Linked DNA regions of Gossypium hirsutum: region 2 is linked to region 1. The links are chromatin contacts, called in public Hi-C maps. All regions are on one chromosome and are shown on one strand. Each heading gives the region's core, a stretch centred on a gene start, on an enhancer-like site or on the middle of the called end of the contact. The rest is flanking DNA. Distances are from core to core; before and after follow the strand shown. Region 1 holds the start of LOC107948230 (serine/threonine-protein phosphatase PP2A-4 catalytic subunit). Region 2 holds the start of LOC107948232 (carbon catabolite repressor protein 4 homolog 1).

Region 1 (5,366 bases), core at 1,959-4,458:
ACTAGAAAGACAACAATACAAGGTATACAGGACAAATAAAATAGAAGCCCATTTAAGCATAAACGTCAAATAACACCAAGACTAAAGCAATTACTTCAAATTAATATGCACCTTGCACTAGTTTTACTCACCAAAGCAGTTAATGGAAAATAGTCAAAAAGGTCTGTAAAGATCTTCCAAACATTAGCATTGCCATACCTATAAGTAAATCACCAGAAAAAGTATTGTCATTGATTTGCAAAAGGAAGAAGCAACTATATTGCCTCCACATATGCAATTTATTTTAAGAGTATTACCTCCAGATACTTAAATCTAGTATATCATACCACGTAAAGCAAATACAATACTACTTTTTTTCCTTAACTGGAAAAAAGAGTAATTTGAAGATATCATTGAAAAGAAAAATGATAAAGAATAAGAAGACATTTAGTAAAGCTAGTACACTGATGGCTCATAATACTACAGCCCTTTAAATGATGTTGTGTATTGAACTTACTTCCGAAGACATTCATCATAAAACCCATAAACTTGAGTGATCTGCCCAAAAAGGAAAGGCTCAAGAATTAGCTTAAAATTTCCTATGATAGTCGAGTTCATATCAAACTCTTTGCTAAGACTCAGATGTGCAAATTGCAAAAATATAACACCATAAAAAGCCAAACTTTTGCACATGTGCACTTGTTTGGACAAGGAATGAAGGCCTCGAAGAAAAGGTAAATTTCATACCTGGCGGCTTTCATGATTTCCTCTGAGAATGGTAATCCGCTGTGGATAACGAACTTTTAAAGCCACCAACAGCTGAAAGAAGAAAAAATCAGTATCATCTAAATAGAAAATTTGAAAGACTTAAGTTTGCTATTGATCTCTACTTACAAAGTTTATGCTAGCAAATGCAAAATTGTCTGTGAGTGTGATATAATATTCATCTTTATGAACAGAAAAAGTAACAGTACGCAACATCATTTAACTCCGGTGTTTTGAGAAATATCTAGCATGAAGTATACTATCATTGAAGTGGAAAGCAATGATAAACTGCTAAAAAAGAAGCTCCGCATCATATTCCTCCTGTACTACATCGAATTTAAAAGTCCTTCAAGATAGAGACCTAAAGTGATAGGAGATAGTGCAGTAACTATAGATCCAAAACTCCTATCCGAACAAAGATCTAATGATCCCACCCTCTCTTTACCCAGAATTATTGGCCCAACAACAACTGAAATCTTCAAAAAGGTAAAGGCATTTCAAATTCTTAGTGTTGAAGGCTTTTGAGTTTAAACCAAGGCAGGTGTTTTTCCTGGTCCTGATAGCAGGATGTGGTCAAATTCCATTCACACAACTAGCACTTAGAACCCTTAAAATTGTTATCTAAATATGTTATTTCTGCCTCTACTTTAGCAGAAGCAGAACACAAAATTTCATGACAAGGGCTGAAAAAGGAAATTCATAATTTAAGATGTACATACCGTAACGGTTTCAACAGAATAGTATCCACGATCCACATAATCTCCCATAAACAAATAGTTTGTATCAGGGCACTGCCAAGTAGGATAAAACACATTAAGGGATTCGCTCAAAGGAAAGACCAATCATGAAGCAAAATTGTGTAACAGACAGGGGAAAAGCATATAACTAGTTGAAAAGCGTCCTACAAATGCATGAATGACACTGGTAAAGCACAATCTAATGGCAAAAACAGGTAAAAGATTAAGTAGACAAATTTTATTAAAACAGAACACTTATGCATGAAAGTGCTGGACAGTGGAGACAAAAAGTTCACATGTCAATGCATGCAAAAGAGCATAAATTAAAAATATTCGCATTACAAATATGATCAATCAAGATACCTCTGGAGAGCTCCAACTTCAAAACATTGAGGTCTCAACTAATTATTTTACACATTCCCCGCTGAAACAGAACTGAATACAAAAATCAACAGTCAAAGTCAGAACAAGTACCTTCCCTCCAATTCGAAAAAGTTCTGCAAGATCATGAAACTGCCCATGGATGTCACCACAAATTGTCACCGGGCTTCTCACAGGCTGTTAAAACAAAAATCAATGCTTTCCCAGTTTACGGAGGAGCAATCTCAACATCTCCAAAATACGCCAATAAATAAACAAATATAGACATAGATGCCTGAAACACAAGCCAGACTAAGATAATAAACCTGGACATTGCTTTCTTTCATCAGTATTTCCTTTGCCTTATCACATAATGCTCTGACCTAAACAATACATTATGAGAAAAAAATAGTTATTAAAAGTTATATTCCACAACACAAGACAGACAAAGACAAGCTTCCATTGACCCAAATTAAAACAACACAAATAAGATGAAACGAAGAAAACTCCAGGAGCAACAAGTTTAAAATTTAAACCCACAACACTTATTCCGAGCAAATACCCCGAGTTATGTTGAAATTACCTATATCAAATAAAAATAAATCATTTTCTTTCCCTGCTTTAAAGAAGAAGAAAAAGAAGCTGCAGTTTTTGTTCATAACTCTGAATTGAAATTTAAACAGAAAAAAAAAGAGAGAATTAGCTATAAATATTGCAATAAACACTATTCACAAATCAGAGCCTACTCGATTATTCACAAATTTTAAAAAATATATTATTGGATTAATTCCTGGTAAATTTTGGCACTTTCTTGGAAACAAACAGATAGAGAAAAATTTAAGGTACCTGCTGCTCCGAAAGTGGCTTACACTGCATGAGCTGCGAGATCTGCTCATCGAGATCGGTGGTCAAGTCTGTTGGTGACGAATTGGCGCCCATGTTTAATTTTTCAGTTGGAAGACTCGAGCGTGGAAATCGTTATCCGGATCAGGGATAACCCTAACCCTATTTTGGATTGAGAATTTTCTTTTTTCTTTTTGTTTTAACTTTCTTTTTTTATCTCCTTTTCACTCTTTTCCTGGCTCTCTTGCTTCTATCACGAAGACGAAATGAAATGTAAGGGCGCGTGAACTGACACAGAGAGTGGAGCGTGAACAGTGTGAGTGTTATAAAGCCACGTCACACTACTAAACTGTTATAAAGCCACTTCACCACACGTTCCGGGGAGCGCTCCTCAGAATGAGATTTTCTTAAGCTCCCTTCAAATGCTAACGGGAAAAGAAAAGTATAAAGGGATATTATATTTTTAGTATCTAAATTTTGTTCCAATTTTCAAATTAGTATCTAAGTTCTTATTTTATCCAGATTGGTAATGGAATTTGGTTTATATCACATATTTAAATATATTTTCTTAATGCATTAAAATAAGATGACATGAAAAATAATATATAATAATAAATTTACTCTGTAATTAAAATTATTTAGGGTTGGAAATTAATTTTGTATATATTCAAATTTTGGTTACCAAAATTTACAAGGAAATTCCAAAATTTTTAAGGATTTACAAAAACTTCTAAGTCGTTACCAAAATTTCTAATAAATTATTGAAATTTCTAAAGTTACTCAAAAATTTCTAGGACTTTACCAAAATTTCTAATATGCCATATTTTTTTATCTCTTGGTATCTTGGCACATTAATGAATTTTATGCTTCTCCTCACAAGTCCCTTAGTGTTTTCCATTTTAAACATGTTTATATGAGTTTTCTTTGAGTATTTGTATATATTTTGTGATTGTAACACCTCGATACTTGACCCAATCATCGGGTCCAAGTTACAAGGTGCCACATTCGTTACCGGAGTAACTACGATAAAATGATATTTGATTTAAAATAATTAAAGATTCAAATATAAGTAAAACATATGTATAATACAATACGTAATCATTTTTGAATCTTATACGAGCTTTTGAAAGCTTTATTGTTAACCCGATATCGAATAGAATCAAATTGTACTATTTTCAAAATTTCAGGTTGATGTTGCAACTTCGGGGTACCTCTTCGCGACGAAACATACTGACTTGATCTCATCGTGATAATAAATGCTCTACATCACGACGTGACCGTCTACTTTAAAAAATGGCCAAAATGGCACCAACCTGTTTCACCTAATCATTCATTTCCATCAATACTAATTTTCATTTCAACCAAAATGTCATTTGAAACATACATTTCCAACATGTTTCATCATTAACATGATCATTTGTAATTTATAATCATTCAAGTTCATATTTGATAATCATGAACTTCAAAACATTACCAAATGGACATATACAATTGAGTATGAACACAAGTATTTCATCTTCTCATACAAAGCATTTATTTGCCTAGTTCATCAGTACAATCCAACCATTTAACCATTTCTAATTCATCATTCTAACTCCTAATGTGACTTGATCATATAATACACAAACCGACTCAGGATAGGTATATGACATATAACGAACAAAAGATATTTTACAAACATTGATGAGTCAGGGATTTCTGGCTGGATGCTAAAATCACTTTTCGGGACCTCGGGATGTACCTACACTTGTATGCGGAAAACAAATTATACACTGAGCGATAAAGCTCAGTGGTATTTCCATGATTCAAGACAAAGCAATACAAGTTTATACCAATTGCATACATCCAATTAAAATACCATTATCAAAAAATTCATATGAAAATCATGCTAATCCTCAATCCATAAAACAACATGTATATGCCACAAGATACCCCAATTATGTCATATGAACCAACTATATATATTACCTCAATTATTAAACTAGTTGACTATATCATACCAATATCATTAAAGTTCACAATTCTATCCAATTTAACATATCAATTAATATCGCATTTCATTTCTGAATCGAGTCAATTCAATCGTTATTTTTCCATATTGGTCCCCAGGCTTGTTTAACTGATTTACATAGTCTTTCACATACTATCAATAATCATATATTTCATATATGTACCTGTAGTACAATTTCATAACATTAGTTCATTTTGAGCATCATTAAACCAATTGAGTAATTTATATCCATTATTAACATGACTCAGACTCAGGCTCGAATGGATACATAGATCCCAACCAATACACCAATTTGGCACCCAGTGACTCATCGGAACACCTGAAGTAAATTGATTGTTCCTAACGCTCATCGGTATAATCGACGTAAAAGTTTTGCCTAACGCTCATCGGAATGTCTGAAGGAAAATGTGCCTAGCGCTCATCGACATATAGTCGCAATTACCTGTACTCAATCTATCTTATGGCACGCCAACTATATACGACTCTGCTCGAACAGTTAATAGGATAACCAATTTTTCGATCTTATCATATAACTCAATTCACATTCTATTTTTCTCAATTCAATATCAATTTCACTATTTCAACATATCATATAGCAAATTCAACCCAATTCCATGTCAAATAACATATTTCAATTAATTTATGTGAATTTCTATTCTATGCAATTTAGT
Region 2 (5,366 bases), core at 1,499-3,998, 440 kb after region 1:
TCCAATTTAGTCTCAAAAGTTATTTTTCACTAAACTCATACTAATTCCAATTTATACTTATTTTAATTCATCAATAGTAATTCTCTTTTCTCATTTTGATTATATTTATATTTTAATCTTTAAACTTTTCAAAATTCAAAAAATTGTTTTCATAATTTTCTACCCAATTATCAAATTTGCTTTCATATGATTCCTTTATATGACTCATTTTCAAATTTTCTCACCAATTATTTGTATCTGCTGCAAGAATATTACTGTGTCAAATTGAAATTTTTGAGAAATTACAATTCAATACATGATTTTTCAAATAATTATAAAAAATATAAAAATATTTAAAAAATATAAAGAATTATAAGAACTTATAAAAGTATTTAAATTATTAAAAATTCATAAAAATAAAAATAATAAAAGCAATGTCTATGATGAACTTGGACAATAATTATTTGGGCTAAAATTAACTTAGAATAACCATCTGTCCATATTGTTAAATAATTTTAAAAATAATTTTAAAAATATTAAGAATTATATTTTTAATTTTTTTATAATTTTATAATTATTTAAAAAACCACGTTCAATGAATAAACATGTATGTATTTTTTAAAATAATAATTAAAAATTTATTTAACTTTTAGGAATTTTTATTTTTTAAATATTGGATAATATGACAACAATGCTACATCAATATGAGGTATAATGTCGTTGTTTGATTAATTTGTTAGCTATATCATTTCTAACAATAGAAATTGATAGAAATTTTTAATAGAAAATCTAATTTACTATTTGATCTAACCTACAATGACTAGTTTATTAATTTTTACCTAATAATTAATTAAAAGTTTATTGATAAAATTTCATATAATATGATTCGGTAAATTGTAGTAGTTTTTATCAATCAATCAATGATTTATCATTCAGATGAAATTTGGTTCAACATCTTCTTCAAATCAGCAAAATAAATGGACAAGAGAAAATAAATTTTATTTGCCGGTCACGTTATTATTATTGGGATTTTTTTATTTATATATTTTTATATTTTTTTGAAACCTTTTATTTTGTAATTATTGAATGAAATAAGTCTCAAAATTATATATAAACTTTGATTTAATGTGTAATCATATAGGTGAATTTTAATTTGCGGGTCATGTAATTATACACGTAAAACTCTAATTGTGGTTCAAATGTATACTTGAAACTTTAATTTTGATTTAATTATACATATTTAAAAAAATAGATACATCAATTTATTTTTAAATTAGATAAATATAATTATTTATGCATGCAATATATAAACATAAAATGATGTTATATCAATAATTGTATTAATAATTTACAAGAATTGGATCAAATCAAAAATTTATGTATAAAATTGCACAAAATTAAAGTTCATGTATACAATTGTACATTAAACCATAGTTTATGTATATTTTTGGGATTTATCCTTTATTGAATAGATGGTTTAACTAGTTAAATTGGGTGAATTGAAAATTGATAATGCAGTTGATTTAATCACCAATCGAATTCTTTTAAAATTAGTTGAATTTAATTAAATTATTTTTGTTGATTGAGTTTGAACTCGGTTGGCATCGTCATTGTTGCCGGTACAAGAGAAAATGGGTTTAAGCATATTGAAGCGCACTTATATTCCTATTTAAGGGCAGTGATTAAAGATGGCAAAAAAATTTGAATTTGATAGGTTTCGGCCCAACCCGATCCATGAGGGTCGGATTTTTTTTTTTGAGAAATAGGATTCAGACGGGTGAAACTATAAAAATAGTCTGTCAAGAGAGGTAAATCCGCTTTGCCTTGCCCTGGGATATTTTCAAAAAATTGCCCCTAATATATACATATATTAAATATTTTCTTTCAATAAAATACATATATAAAAAAATATATTAATATTTAAGTCTAAATTAAAAAATTATTCTTATATGCTTCTAAATAAAAAATAAAATAATTAAATTAATTTCAGGTCGGATCGAGATGCAGTTAGGCATTTTATTAAATTTTGAGTTTGGGCTTAGGGTGAGTTTTTTCTTAAGACTTGGGATTGGGTCGGGGCAAATTGGTCAAACTTCGGGTTGGGGTTGAGATAATTCATCTTGCCTCACACCGTTGCCATCCCTTATTGGGGTAGGGTTACGGTAGAGGTATCCATGGGTTAGGTAGAGACCCGATTCCAAAAAACTTTTCAAGTCCAGACTCGTTTTCGGCCAAGCTTGGTCTACTCAAAAAGCCCATTTTACCATTTAAAAAATAATAAAATGATAAAAATTATATTTTAATTGATATTTTATATATTTTTATAATTAAATTTAAATTTAAAAATATTTTTCATTGTTGAAATTGAACTCAGGGCAAGTGGACCCAAGGTGTGAAAATATTTATTTAAACTTAATCCTAGTCGAGTGAGATTTATAGGACCTTTGGACAAGTCTAGACTAAAGAGTAGTTTTTGAATTAAATTTTTTATTTAAATTTAAATTAATTTGAAAATTGAATACCAAAAGTACACCACACAAAAAACTTAAACCGATTATCCTACCATATAAATTAATTAAATCGATTGGATTTACTTAGCACAATCAATTTATGGACTTTTTCACCTAAACTTTCCTTTAGATGAATAGACATGTGTTGCCTTAATTTTAATTTTTTTAAGAATAAATATTAAAGTTAAAATTACGTCAATTTTATATGGATATATCGCTGGAAAGATTACAAATGTATTAATTTTTATCCTTGAAAAAAATTATTTCTCTCTATAAATAATATACAGATATCATAAATAAAGACTTTCCTTTTTCACGTCCTCTGTAAAACCCTAACTATCATTCGTTCCCCTCATTTCCCCCCTTTCTTTCTCTATATCTCTTCTTCGATTCATTCCTTCAATCATTCTCTATTTCAAAACCCTAAATACCGTTACAAGATCTGTTCTTGGTTCTTGCATGTTTGTATTTGGGATTAATCAACAAGTCTTCTAGGGTTTGTTTAATCGGAAAAAAAGAAAGAAAAAGAAAAGGAGGACGATTGTCAAGGCTGGCGGGTTTTCGGGTCAAGTAAATGGCGGATCCGCCTGGATTCCGCCTCGATGAGATTGCGCATCATTTCGAGGTCATTTCTTGCTCTGCTGCTCTTGCTAGTGTAGGATTGGATTTGATAGGTTTACCAAGTGGTGACCGTTGCGAACTGTGACCGACCAAGGAAGCCCGAGAAGTTAAAGCATGCTGAGCGTGCTACGTGTGCACCTCCCTTCTGATATACCAATTGTTGGCTGCGAGCTCACGCCTTACGTGCTCTTACGCCGACCTGACAAGACCGTTACAACCGATGATGTGCCTGAGTCGGCCCCTCTTGATGGCCACTTCTTGAGGTATAAGTGGTAAGTGTTTTTAAATCCGTTGAAGAATCTATCTTTTAGGTTTTTTATTGGTTGGTTGCGGGGGTTATGCCAATGGCTAGGCTAATTTCATTTAACTTTTCAAGTGGTATGAAATTTTTTATGTCTAATTAACAATTAAACTCTTTATTATTTATTTATTTATTTATTTATTTATTTCTTGGTTTATGTATTTTGGTTAGTTGTCATGTTGGCCAATTGGATTTTGAGCTAGTTCTTTTGGGTGTGTTATTATTTGATTGCTTTTTACTAAATGTGTGAACTGCTTTTTGTAGGTGGCAAGTGTTTGCATTATAAGACAATTTCTTAGATTCTATGTTTCATTCCTTTTTCTTTTTTTACTTTTTGGTGTTTTGGCCTTTGTGTAGTTCTCATTTTGATCAATGGGGGTTTGAGTTTGGTTTTTGGGTTTGATATATATGACTGTTTTTAGTAAATACAGTATATGTGACATTGTCGAGTTTTTCCGTAAGGGATGCGTGGAATTGAGGTCTATAAGTTGAGTTTTTCTACCTGTGCATTTGGAGATAGTGTGGTTGCTTTTTACTGGATTGCAATCTGTTTTTGTTACTCCGTGTTCTGGATTATCTTGTTTGTTTAGTGATGTGTTTATTTTTTAAATTCTTGAAGTATCAAGAAGTAGTTTCTTGAGTCTGATTCTGGCATTGAGTTTCATGCCATTTTGTTTGGTTTTACTTGGATTTAGTTTTCGCTGCTTGAGTCAAGATTGTTGCAATTGAGCTCTTTGTCTCTTTATGCGTCATAGACAAAACTAGGTTCAATGAGCTAGAATCTTCCATAGAAGGCAATAATTTGTTTCCTTTGTTTTCATTCTTGTGGCCACCTGGCACCACTACTCCTATGAAAGCTCGTAAGAACGTTTCAACATAGACTGAGAGTAACTACACTTAATATTTGATCATAGGAAGAAAGAGTTACCAGAAAGGTACTCCTAAGGCATTTAATGTGCTACTGGTAATTATCAAGCTTCTGCTATTTAAAGTAACTTGGGGTTGAACAAGTAAGTCTAGTTTTATTTCAAGAATTACCAGAAACTCCTGAAAAGGTAATAGAAACTTGAAATTTATAATGGTTGCCTTATGTTTCATCACAAAAGATCCTAGAACTTTAAACATTGGTTATGGTTTCAGTTTCGGTTTCAGTTACATGTAGTAATATAATAAAGATGTTTAGTAAAATATGAAGTTGAGTTTATTGATTGTTCAGTCCTTGTATGGTATTTAGGTCAACTTTATACTTTTGTTTTGTCATCAGTTACATGTAGCTATATAATAAGATTAAATTTATTGATTATTCAGTCCTTGGATGGTATTTAGGTCTTTTCATTTTAAGAAAAACTTTAACCACTATCAAATACAATCTTTATTATTGATTGATAAATGCTTTAGGCGCGTTGTAGTTTACCTAAACTTTGAGACGGTGAAATGACATTCTTATCGTGATTGCTGGATTCTTATATTGGAAAATGCATTTTTTTTACCTTTTCTTGTGCCCCTATTGCAAGTGTTTGCTAGAATTTGTTGTCTGCTTGTGGGATTTGCTGGGTGTTTATTTATTAAGTTGATTGTTTCGAAATTTTCTGTTCATATTACCTGTCTAATTTTTCTCCCTGTGTTTGTTTTGCAGGTATCGCATACAAAGTGATAGAAAAGTTGCTGTGTGTAGTGTACATCCCTCTGAGCAAGCCACGCTGCAGTGCCTTGGTTGTGTTAAGGCTAAAATAACTGTTGCTAAAAGTTATCATTGCTCTCCAAAGTGCTTCTCAGATGCGTGGCAGCATCACCGTGTTCTGCATGACCGTGCTGCAAGTGCTGTAAATGAAAATGGAAATGAGGAGGAAGAGATATTTGGTCGTTACAATTCCTCAGGTTCTGGAGTTATAAATGCTAGCTTAACAGGTTCAGCATCAAGCACTAGCTTGACAAATGGTTCAACACCTCTGTAT

Evidence for each region. A called contact is a pair of places that touch in the nucleus more often than the background predicts.
Region 2: a contact with region 1 is called in a Hi-C map of leaf, with 2.7 times the contacts expected there. The contact joins the promoter of LOC107948232 here to the promoter of LOC107948230 in region 1. A contact is called at or near these places in 3 of 34 Hi-C or Micro-C datasets (callus and leaf).

What each region holds. Positions count from the first base shown.
Region 1 is chrA04:21,050,497-21,055,862 of Gossypium_hirsutum_v2.1, forward strand. LOC107948230 (serine/threonine-protein phosphatase PP2A-4 catalytic subunit) reads right to left here and starts at 3,209. Exons shown (of 11, transcript XM_016882705.2): 1 at 2,688-3,209; 2 at 2,168-2,224; 3 at 1,956-2,039; 4 at 1,464-1,535; 5 at 727-798; 6 at 497-537; 7 at 132-198. The coding sequence starts at 2,780.
Region 2 is chrA04:21,486,007-21,491,372 of Gossypium_hirsutum_v2.1, forward strand. It overlaps LOC107948232 (carbon catabolite repressor protein 4 homolog 1), which reads left to right and starts at 2,749. Exons shown (of 12, transcript XM_016882708.2): 1 at 2,749-3,382; 2 at 5,048-5,366. The coding sequence starts at 3,225.